Linked DNA regions of Mus musculus: region 2 is linked to region 1. Evidence: chromatin contacts called from public HiCAR-type data. All regions are on one chromosome and are shown on one strand. Each heading gives the region's core, a stretch centred on a gene start, on an enhancer-like site or on the middle of the called end of the contact. The rest is flanking DNA. Distances are from core to core; before and after follow the strand shown.

Region 1 (6,089 bases), core at 2,395-4,894:
GAAGTCACTACTATTTTAACACCTACTCCAGAGGTTTAAAGAATCTGGTATCACCAGGTGTGGTGGTGCAGCCATTGGTTCAAGAATTCAGGAAGCAGAGGCAGGCATCTCTCTGTGAGTTCTAGGCCAGCTAGGACTTCATAGAGAGACACTGTCTTAAAACAAACAAACAAACAAACAAACAAACAAACAAACAAACAAACCTAAAGACTCTTCCAAACCCCCTCTCTGCTCAAGAAAAGGTCAGATGTTGATGGGGATGGGGTTAAGAGGACCAGGAGGTTCAGACCATCGGAAATACTGGAAGAAAGCAGTGTGGGTGAAACCCTTTGGGAGTGTGCTTTGAAGGATGTGTAGTGTTCAACCTTGGGAAAGTGTTATAGTGATGGTGGGGACCCATGCACACAAAGCTTGCAATAGTGACACCCTGCTTCTTTTTAGGAACATGGGAGTAATGAGATTTGTCTTGTGGGTCAGGTGGAGAGGCTTAGATTTAATATCTCAGGTAATGAGGAGCTCTGGAAAAATCCTTGAGCAAGGGTGGAGTTTTAAGAAAAGGTTTTAGCATGGCCCACAGAATGAATTAAGCAGGACTCATAGGGGCTCACAGATACTGGAGTGACAAGTCAGGAGTTGGCAGTAGGTCCTCTGCATACATGCTGGGGTTGTTTAGCGTGGGACCCTAACAATAGGAGTGGGGTGTCTCTGACTTATGTCTGCTCTTGTGACTTTCCCTCCTACTGGGTAGTCTTGCCCAACCTGGATATGACAGTTTGTGCCTAGTTTTATTGCATCTTGTTATGTCATGCTTGGTTATATCACTGGGAAGCCTGCTCTTTTCTCAAGGGAAATGGAGGAACAGTAGATTGGGGGGGGGGGGAAGAGGAGTGATGCGGAGGGGGGTAGAGAGGTTTGGTGGGAGGTGAGACTGTATTTGGAATGTATTGTATGAGAGAAGAATAAATAAATTTAAAGTGTGTATGTGTTAAAAAGAAGTTTTAGGTTCAGGGAAGAGAGGGAGCCTTAGGGAGTACAAAGGAGGAGGAGGCTTCAACACGTGGTCCATCCGGAGAGACCTGAGTGTAGGGAAGGGGACGAACTTGGGTACATGTTGGTGGGCTCCATGAAGTGTTCCTGGATGTGGAAGATTTCTGTGCACCTGCCTGGTAGCTGAGCTAATTTTTTTTTTTTTTTTTAAACCAGGCTGAAGCAGGGTCAGGTGGGTCCCCAGGGCCAGGCAACAACATGTGCATTGCCAGCCCAATGTGGATCTGGATCTGGTCACTGGGGTGTGACCCACTCATCGAGGAGGACTTGGCTGAAAGCCCAAGGATTGGGTTCCTGTGCCAGCTCAGAGCTGGCCACCTGCCACACTCCCAAGTGGAGGGTGGAAAGTTGCTTGGTGGCCTGAGTCCTCCCAGCTGCAGCCTTCCAGCTGAGGCACCCTGCTCTGGCTGCCTCCTGCTGCCAAGCTCACAGGCTCTGTGCGTCAGGCCCAGTGCAAACTCTCCGGGCTAAAGCTAGTTCCTAGAAGTCAAGTCTGGTTTGGGAAAGGGCACAGGACTAGGATTTTGCCATTTGTTTGCTACTGGTGACCTTGGGCAAGTCTCTTAGCTACATTGAAGCCTAGACTTAGGCCTTAAACCCCGGCCCAAGGGGACCGGCAAACCACCTCTTCCTGGCCCCTCCCCCATCCCGATGCATCTTCTCTCATATAGTATTCCTGGAGGATGTCAAGATACTTTAATGTTTGATGAGCAACCCATTTCCTGTGTTTTAAGCCCAAGGCCATGTTAACGATTTTGTTACTCAATGGACTTGGCAGTATTGATGCTCATTCAAAAATAACCCAAGCATGGACCAGAGACTTCCACAACTGGTCCAGGGAGGAACATTTGGGTGGTGAGCGACAGAACTGGAGCACAGAGCTCTCACCCAGGCTTTCCTGCCTATGACACACACAGCTCCCAGAGAAGGCTGTCCCACAAAGGAGACATTCCCTATGCGCAGGACCAGGAATTGAAGGGAACACAGCACCTACTTCTTTCTGGTCCACCTAAAGGAGTCCGTAGAAAAATGTCTGCTTTGGGCGAAAGAACTTCCACCCCTTCCAAGCCTCGCCCGCACATCTCCCTGGATAAAGGCAGGCTCCAGCTGCAGTTCAGAGGCCTTGCTTTGTTTTCGGGCTTGTTTTATACTAACCTTCTATTTATGGCCTGGGACACAGGCTTCCCATGTAAGGCAATGACATTAATGAGACTGAAAAATGTGTTGGGGGTAGCGGGTCTTGGATTAAAGAAAACATTAAGAAATATGTGGCCCGTGGAAGCAAGAACGCCTGATGTCTGGCTTGGTTCAAAGCGCTCCCTAGGATAGCACGCTCTGGCTCTGTCAGGGACGGGAAGACTAGGTCCCACCAAGCCAGAGGAGGTCTCTCCATAGAGTTCACTCTGAGCTGCTTCCATTACCCAAGGTGATTCAGGGCCCCTCGTGGCTGCACGTGTGCCGCCCATGTGCTCCGCAGGCCAAGCGTTCGCAATGGAAGCCGCGGCCTGGACCGGGCTCCCGGCGAACGTAGGTGGGCATCGGAGGGGGTGGAGGTTCGCTCAGGGCGAGGTTGGGAGGTCAGGAGCGGGTTCCCACAGTTTGGGCTGGCTTGCGGGCGAGTGCGTGCTCAGTGTCAGCCTCCCAGGCCCGTGCCTTACGGTCTTCCGGTCACGGTGCGCGTGGCCGAAGCCTCGGGATAGCCCTCCTCCCCCGCGGCCCCAGCCCCACGCGCCCGGGCACGCGTAGCCGCAGATTGCCGCGGCTCCTAGACTGGGGTGGGGCGGAGGCGGGACCTGGCCGCGGGACCCGCCGCTGATTGGCTGCTCATGGCGGGGGCGGGGTGCAGGCGGCAGAGCCCAGGCGGCGGCGCTGGGCAGGTGGGCTCGGGACGTAGCGCGCGCCAGGGCCCGAGGTAGGCGTAGGTTGCGCATCTGGAGCCCGAGCTTGAGCCACCGGGAGAGCACGAGGGAGGAACCCACCCTAAGAAACTTCTCCTCGCTTGGGGAGAGGAGGCACAGTGCGGAGCGACGTGGGCTTCAGGCGAAGTTGGAGCTGCTGAGCTTCGGGGCGGCGTTCGAGGCCCCCTCCCACTTGCGCGCTGAGCGCAGCTAGCGGCGTCGGGCGAGGAGCAAGCGGCGGTCCTTTCCGCGAGGGTCGGCTGCCCGACTGAGGGCAGCCGGGAAGGACGGCCCGGCGCACAAACCCCTCTACCCTGCACGCGGCCACCCGCTTTGCGTCCAGAGAAGGAGGTAACGTAAGCTGCCAGGCGGGTTCGTAGGCCGATCGTCACCCCCAAAAGTCCTCCTGAGTCTCCGGGGTTCGCTTCTATATCCCCGGAGTCGTGCCCCTTCCCCTTCAGCGCGGAGCTCCAGGCGGGGGCACCCCGTACTGGACGTCCCCAAACCTTCGAGCACCTGGCTCAACCGGAGTCCCCCCTGTCGGGGCAGGGCAGGGCCGCCGGCGGCGAGCCGGAGCCAGCCCAGCGCCCCAGCCCCGCCGAGCCCTCGGAGCCCACCCATGGGTCATCATCCCCTGATCCGCGGGCCTCCTCGCCCTGTCGCGCTCAGCCCAGCTCCGGGCGCCGCGCGCAGGAGGATCCGTACGCAGTGACCCTGGAGCCCCCGCAGACGCCGGGAGACTCAGCGGTCGGAGCGGCAGGCGGCTCCCCGCACCTCCAGGAGCTTCCAGGGAGCCCTCCAAGCCGTGCTCGGGGTCCGTCCCGCTGTTCTCAGGTAAGGGAGACATCCCAATAGAACAGGAGAGGTAGCTAGGTGGAGTGGGGCAGCCGGCTCAGTAGAGGGACGCAAGCTCGGTGACGCTGGCATTTTATGACAAAGGAAACTTAAACTGTACCCTCTACGTGCTGAGATGCTTTATACACGTAGAGCATTAAGCTCACTAGATGCCTAGCCTACTACCTCTGGTGGTCTTTAGCCCCTTACATAGCGTAGGAAAGTGGATTTATTGAGCTCTTGTGTGCTCCGTTTGTCCCTGGGAGCTTTCTTTTAGACCAAGAGACAGTCCACTTTAAAAGGAGGAAACTGAGACTCAAGAGGAAGAGGCAGTTACCCTCCCTAGATAAAACCTCAAGCAAGAATGATCAGGGGTCCTTTAACCTATCCTAGCGTCCCTTGAGCTTTGGAGCATTTCCTGCAATGTTTCCTTGCTACCATGGTTTCCTGAACTCAAGTGGCCAGTGTGTGGGGCCTCTGAGCCACACTCTCTTGCCCACCTCTGCCACCAGTCCACGAAGGATGAGGAAGGGTATTGGATTGTCCTGGACCTCCTGGAAGCTAGACTAGGGTCTGGAGCAACGACCGGCTTTGGACTCTCTGATTCAGGTTCCTCCTAAGCCTCAGAGGGACAAAAAAGAGTCCCTGCAAGTCGTCCACGGGGCTGGGAGCAGCCGGGTGGCTCATGACTACTCAGAGAGACTGCCCAAAGAAAAGAGTCTTGTATTGGAAAGGTTTCTGGGTACCTGACCGTGTTGCGTTTGTTTCTACCCAACGTTTAACAGAGAGGTGAGCTGAGTGCACAAACCAGATCACTCAGAGGTTCTGTGCTGACACAGCTGATCATCCAGAAACAGATGCCCCCTGTTCTCTGCCCTCCTGACATCCCCAGGATGGGAAGGGTGGCTTTGTAAAGCTCCTGAGACTCCCCAGAGCCTAGGGGAGGAGTCAGGACTACAGCGTGTCAGTCCTAAGAGGCTTGGGATGTGCACACAGGTGTGGCAGGTAGTGTAGTGAACCTGGCTCTGGGGTGCACCCAAGGAACTCATCCTGACCAATCTGTACCTGTTCAGCTCCCATCAAGCACTGGGGCAGACACAAGGGTGAATGGCCCACAGTTGCACTGCTTGTGAGCTGCTGGCAGGGTATGCAGAGTCCTGGGCAGGATGCCACCCCAGCTGCCTAGAGGGAGAGAGGAAACAGGACTATAACATGGATCACAGAGTCATTCCCTGTCCAGTGCCAACTGGGGCTCCACTGAGTCAGAGCTATTAGGAGAAGACTAGTTGAAGCCACTAGAGGGGTGGGAGTGGTGTTTTGAAGAGGTGAGATTGGACTCGGGCAGCCACTCAACTTTCCTGAGAACTAGAGTCCCCATCTGTTCCTGCAGAGCGTCTCATAAGAATAAGGCAGCCCCAGCATGACATGCCTAGGGATGATGGGCACTATTTCTGGGGACAGCCCCACTTCTATCTTTGAGGTACCTTCCAGCACTCTGCTTACATCCAGGTCCCTCTTCATACATTCAGTTCCCCACTTCTCTCTAGACCACCAAGGTTGGCTGCTGGGAAGGAGGGCCTGCCCCATGCTGTCTGTCCTGCACTCTGGGGGGCCACCTCCCACCATACACATGCTTTTCTGTCCAGGTCACTGTGGCTGTGTCAGCCGCCCACTGGCAGTTCTTACATGTGGTGGAGGTCTGGTCCTAAAACCCTGATGTCCCCACTGAATGCATACCTGTGAGTCTGTGCTTTGGGGTTGCACTGCTGTGCATACAGAAGGTACTCAATAACTGATCCCTGACATGAGAGACATTGCAGATGCTTCTGCAGGCTTCAGGCTTATTCAACCCTTTCATTCCCCTGCCCCAAACCCCACTCTGGCATTTAGGATTTGTCTTTGCCCACTGTGGAGTTAGCCAGCTGAGGAGCAGAGTGAGATGGGCAGGTGGCAGGGGAGACTCTGCCTACAGGGCTTTAGGGCTTCCCTCAGTCTCCTGTGGAGGTGGAGCCACAGATGCTCTGTCACCTGGCTTCCAGGTATCTGGGTGCCTCACACTGCCCCACGTGGCTGAAGCCATGTGAAAAGACTAGGTCTGTCAGCAGAGAAAGCCATAGGTTCTCCTCGCCTGTCTCCACCCCTCTCTGATCCTCCGGCTCTTATTTCTAACTCCATGCCGCACCCCCTCCCTCCGTGAGTCTTCTGTTTTCTCTCTTCCTTCATTCCTGTCTCTCCCTTCCTCCTCTCTCTGATTCCCTGCTGCCCTCTGACTCTGCCTTGTTTCTCTGACTCTCTCCTTTCATTCATTGT
Region 2 (5,732 bases), core at 919-3,418, 2.3 Mb after region 1:
AGGAGGAAAACTAGCCCCCCCCCCCCCCCCCACACACACACACACACACACTGGCTGCCTCAGGGACGTGAGGCATGCTTCCTGCCAGTGGAGCAGCTAACATGCAGTCACAGAAATAGCTTTCTACCTATGGCCAAACTGACTGCCATCTGCCCCTCTCCTAATCTCCCTAGCTTCAAAGGAAGCTACTAGCCAACAGACCAGACTGGGAGATGCCTGACACCCGAACCCCAGAGCCCACATAGACACGGAAAGGAAGGTCCAGCTCCGAAGCTGTCCTCTGACCTCCCACGCGTACAATGGCTCAAAAGCACACACACAGTTTTTAAAGAATAGGTACACGTATGTCCTCATCTACTGATGCTGAACACTGGCCATGGAATCCTACACATCCACTTCCCAGTCCATGGATGTCCGCACACCTCCCTGCCTCTGGTCATTTCTCCACATTTACTGACTCTCCCTCTGTTTCCCACCTAGAACAGAAAACCTCAAAGCCAAAGGCCTGCACAGCCACCAAGCAAATAACCCACTCATCAAAAAAGTGATTTCCAGTCCCAACTTTGAAATACGGAAGAGGTCACAGAACCAAAGGAACCTTGGAGATGGTCCAGAGAAGTTGAGCGACTTGCTTCCCAAATTACAGGGATGGCTCCACTAAATTCTTCCCATTAAAAAAAATATTTCAACTCATTCATTAAGTGAATATTAACTAGGCCAGGCACTTGATTGGGTGGATGAGAATGTACACTCAGTACGTTTTAATCTTCCTGGACACAAAACGGTGGGGTGAAAATGTACCTGGGGTGTTTTTTCCAGGGGTGCTGTCTACAAACAAATGGAATAAACGCCCAGAGATGGAGAGTATTGAGCCAGGGAACCTAACCAACCCAAGAGGATAGGTAGAGCACCTATGCTTGGCTCCTGCACTATCAGGCCTTTTAAGGAGGGAAAGGGGTGTTCGCAATAACTCAAGGAATGAATTCAGGGTTCCAGGGTGGCCTGGATGCCAGCACCTGGTCCTGGAGAACGCCCATTTATAGAACATTACAACCGTTTCTGCACAAATTTCAACCAGCCTCTACTCCTAAGACTCACTACAGCTTCGATACACCTCTCTTTCTGTTGTCTTCAGAGGTGGCTTGAGGGTGTGTTAGCTTGCTTGTTTGAATACAGATGGAACTGAGGTGGCCAGCTTCGAGCATGAAGAGTAGAATTTCCTACTCACAGGCACTTCTCGCAGGCCAGAACCTGGAGCAGTCTGCCCACTGACCCTTTCAACCCCTAATCTTTGAACCCGCCTCAGCACAAGACAGAGGAATGTGCAGAAGGCAGCACAAAGCCAGGTAGACTTTCTGGTTTAGCTCACGAGGGACGTAGGTCGGTGCTGTCGCGCAAGGCAGAAAGGGGATACATAAGAGGTGTAACTTAAAGGACTTTTGACGATATCAACTACAGGCAGAGTCCCAAAGCATTTCCAAAAAAAATTACTTGGAAATGTTAGGAGACAAAACTATCAAACTGATTGATGTCTCTATTTTGCGGGAGACTGGAAGCAGCGTTAGGGCGCAGTAAAACCTGACTCCGGAGCAGAGCCTCCATTCGCTCCGGCCGGCGCCAAAGCGTGCTCAGCTGGGCCAGGCGGGAGCCCCGGGGCAGCTCCCACGCACAGCTCCTCGCTCCCGCGCCACCGAGGGCCAGGATCGGGGAAAGGAACGCGCCCGAACCTCCTGGGAGAGGAATGCCCTGGAGCTTATCTTATCCCCTAAGGAATCGCCTATTCCTCCAGCCCGGTCTTAGGAGCACTGAGCCATCCCACTTGGCCGGGGAAGACGATCCTCCCGCCTTCCTCGCCACGCCGCAGCCCGAACGCGAACAGGACCCCGCTTACTTTTGGTGGCAGAGATGAGGTTCTTGCCGTCTTTGATGAGCTCTTTGATGAACTTGTTGGTCCTCTCGAGCTCCGCTTCGTGCGCGCGGATCCTCTCCCGGAACCACGGGCTGTCGAGGTAGCAGTCGCTAAACTCCAGGGGCTGCAGCCCCATGACTGCGGCGGTGCGCGCGGGCGCAGGCCGAGCTGGGCTCCCAGGCGGCGGCAGCGAGCGGCTAGCAGGGCTGAGCGCGCGGCGAGCGCAGCACGGTCATGTCCAGCCCAGCCCAGCGACCCTGGAGAGTACGCGGCGCAGCTCCCCAATCCCGGCAGCCCCCGGCAGCAGCAGAGGCCGCCGCCCGGCCCCGCCCCGCCTCGGGCGCGCCCGCCCCGCCCCGCCCCCGCCCGCACGCCCCTGCTCTCCCGCCCGGGCGCCTTCGGCTCTCCTCCTCCCTGCCCTTCCCCGAACGCCTCTTCCTTCTCTTCCCCACGCGCAGTCGCCCCTCCTCTTCCTTCCGAGGCAGCGGCGATGGAGAACGTAGTCTGTGCCCTCCACCCCCGGACGCCTGCACCTCCCCGATCTCGGCTCACAAGGTCCAGGTGACTCAGGCTGGTCCCCGAAGTGGACGCCTGACCGAACGGGATGGTGGGTTTGTAATAGCAGGCCTCGGTCCCCGAGATCAGACGACTTAAAAGTCGGGGCGGGTGGAAATGATTGACTCATTTTATCTGTGTACCGAAGGAAGGGTGCTTCGCTGTGCAAGGGCTCGCACGCCGGGTGCTCTCTCTCCTTGTCTAATCAGCTGCCTTCGCGGGAATGCTTAACGTCTCCAACTCAGCGTGGACTCTACAGATTCTAGAACATTTTTCTTCGTGTCCATACTGAATGGCTTAGGACAAGGGAGCGTGTGGCTAAACCGCGTTGACCCTGCTTGTGTTCTATTCTGGAGATTAAATTTACACGGGTAGGAGAGGCGATCTGCTAAAAATAGCCCGCCGAAAGTAAATGCCAGACTTTTTGTGGTTTTTCACCATGGGAGGCTGCGTGGACAAGTGTGAATTCGTGTCAGTGCGCCCACAAAACTCCTTTCCTATTCCATGCGTTCTAAAGCAGAACTCAATACCTTCCTCAAATGTATACAGCAAATCTTACACTGGAGACACTTTATCAACTAGCAATTTTTAAGCAATTAACATGTGCCAGGTGCACACATGGCATACATTTTTCACAAACTCACAACACATGTTTACATGTAAAGGTTTAATGATGGTAATAGTACCAGGAAACTTCAAAGTGATTCTTTAAAAACGTTCCGACTGAGTGCAGTAATTAAGAGTTTGTTTGGCCCGTGAGCTGTAGGAGGAGTCTTAACCCTCTGGGAAGCATCTAAATATGCCTACTCTATAAACTCTGTTAAATAACAGCACCATTTGAGTGCCACAGATGAGGCCACTTTAATGTCCATCCTCAGACTTCAAAAGACTTTTACCAATAACTCCTAGGCAGTTTGAAAGGTTCATTTCCTACTAAAATCAGCAAGGAGTCTACCGAGGAAAGAAAGAGGCAAGGGGGAGGGAAAAACTGGAGACTGAATTAGGGCCTGGCAAAAGAGCGAAACACACTCCAGGCTCTGCAGAAACAAAACCCTAAACCCAGGCAGGAATATGGTCTGAGGCTGCAGTAATCCTCGATCCCATAAGCTGAGGCAAGAGGATAGAGAGTTTAAGGCCAACCTGGACTACCTGGTATGAGGCCAGGCAGGGCTACATAGCAAGATCCTGTCTCACAAACAAAGCTGGGGGTGGGGGTGGGAGTGGGGGAGTATTGGCTTGAATAAGAATGATTCCCACACAGGATTGGGCTTCTCTGTTTGAATGTTAGGTCCCTAGTGTGGAACTGTTGGGTGGGGGGGAGGGAGGGGTAGGTGGCATGGCTTTACTGGAAAAGGTTTGCCTGCAGGTTGGCTTTCAGGTTTTAAAAGCCCAAACTGTCTTTCTCTGCCTCATTCTTGTGAATTAAGATGTAAGCTCTCATCTACTGCTCTAGCACCATGCCTTGCTTGCCTGCCACCATGCTAAACGCCATGATGGGCATAGACTAACCCTCTGAAACTGTAAATAAGCCCCCAAGTAGATGTTCTTTTATAAATCACCTTGGTCAGTGTGTCACAGGACTGTAACTAAGTCAACAAGCTAGATTACTCAATGAATAATGTCTGTCTCCAAGCCAACCCACATTGTAGAAAGAGACACCACTCCCAAAAGTTGTGCTCTGGCCTTTATCCACACCTGTGCTTATATGTGCTCTCTCTCTCTCTCTTTCTCTCTCTCTCTCTCTCTCTCACACACACACACACACACACACATACACATGCACACACAAACACACACACACACAAAATAATTTTCTTAAAGCAACTGGGCATACCCTCCAAAAGAAAGATTGCAGAGGCTTCCTCAAAGAGTTCAACATAGAGGATCAATACAGAATGAGCACGAAGGTGGGTGGAGAATGAAAACATCCACTGATAGCCCAAAATGGAGTCAACCCAAATAGCCACCAATGCAAAATTAAGCCACGAGGGAAAAAAGAGAGTCAGGATGCCATGTGCTACAGAACAATGAACTGTGGACTCACAATGCCAAGAGAGCCACCCGTAATGTCATCTGCTCATACAACATATCCAGGTCAGAAAAACTCGCTGAGACAGAACGTGCGTTCGTGGCTGTGGAGAAGTATGGACAGGGCCCAGGTGTGAGGAGCCTCCTAGGCAGGTGTCACCCGTGCTGCTGCAGGCCTTTAAGCATGGTGGTGGTATGAGCTGCCTTGAGATCTCTCTCTTGTAGCTTTATGGAGATTGACAGTCTATAGGAAAGCTATCAGGAAAGAAGTAGCATAGCTTTAACTCTCCAAGGTGACAATGGGGACAGAGCAGTCAGTGCTCTTAACCACTGAGCCATCTCTCCAGCCCAGTAGACAGCCGTCTTAACAATACCATAATGCCTTGGAAAGTGCTATTCTACACTTAGGTAACCTTACGGGGCTGGTGAGATGACTCAGGGGTTAAGAGCAATGTGATCTGATGCCCTCTTCTGGTGTGTCTGAAGACAACTACAGCGTACTCATACACTAAATAAATAGATACATCTTTAAAAAAAAAAAAAAGTATGTAACCTTACGGTATAGCTTGGCTCCCAAAGAGCATTCTGGGGAGAAAAAGGAGAACAGATCAAAGGACCTCAGCCCTAGTGGAGTTAGGCCAGCTTTTCTCAGCCTTTCTATACATATCATTAAAAAAATTTTTTTAAAAATTTTTTTAAAAGCTTTTTTTTTCTTGATCTGGAGAGATGGCTCAGCGGTTAAGAACAGTGGCTGGTCCTCAGAGGTTCTGAGTTTAACTCCCAGCAACCACATGGTTGCTCACAACCATCTATCCTGGGATCTGATGCCGTTTTCAGGCATGAAGCTGTACAAGCAGATATAAAGGACTCATATACATTAAATAAATAAATAAATCTTTTTTTTAAAAAGGATTTTTTTTCAACTCTTTGGCCAGAACTTAGTCATGTAGACACATGTTTTGCTGCAATGGAAAATGTAATATTTTATAAGCTAAGGGGCCCCAGAGTAAAAGGGACAATAAATAGTTTCTAACACAGACTGACATTTTTATGAGTGTTATACTTAAGTTATAGCTATGCCAAAAATAAGTGATGGAATGGGATGAAGGAGTGCTCACTGGGAATCTCTCAGAGCCCCTGAGGCTGGGTCTCACAGAACAAACACACAATAGCAATGAGGAAAATACAAAGAGGCTTCTGCACGGAGAAGGTGTCGTTGATCCAGCTTCCTCCCTCTGCA

The links. HiCAR-type assays count read pairs that join an accessible place to other places.
Region 2: a HiCAR-type map of astrocytes shows a contact between it and region 1, with 7 times the contacts expected there. The contact joins the promoter of Arhgap10 here to the promoter of Rasd2 in region 1. A contact is called at or near these places in 2 of 39 promoter capture datasets (liver and stem cell-derived epiblast-like cells), 1 of 484 Hi-C or Micro-C datasets (embryonic stem cells) and 1 of 115 datasets of contacts at active chromatin or transcription factors (astrocytes).

What each region holds. Positions count from the first base shown.
Region 1 is chr8:75,210,300-75,216,388 of GRCm38.p6, forward strand. It overlaps Rasd2 (RASD family, member 2), which reads left to right and starts at 3,645. Exons shown (of 3, transcript NM_029182.1): 1 at 3,645-3,779.
Region 2 is chr8:77,515,739-77,521,470 of GRCm38.p6, forward strand. It overlaps Arhgap10 (Rho GTPase activating protein 10), which reads right to left and starts at 2,169. Exons shown (of 23, transcript NM_030113.2): 1 at 1,892-2,169. The coding sequence starts at 2,045. 0610038B21Rik (RIKEN cDNA 0610038B21 gene) reads left to right here and starts at 1,318. Exons shown (of 1, transcript NR_028125.1): 1 at 1,318-2,840.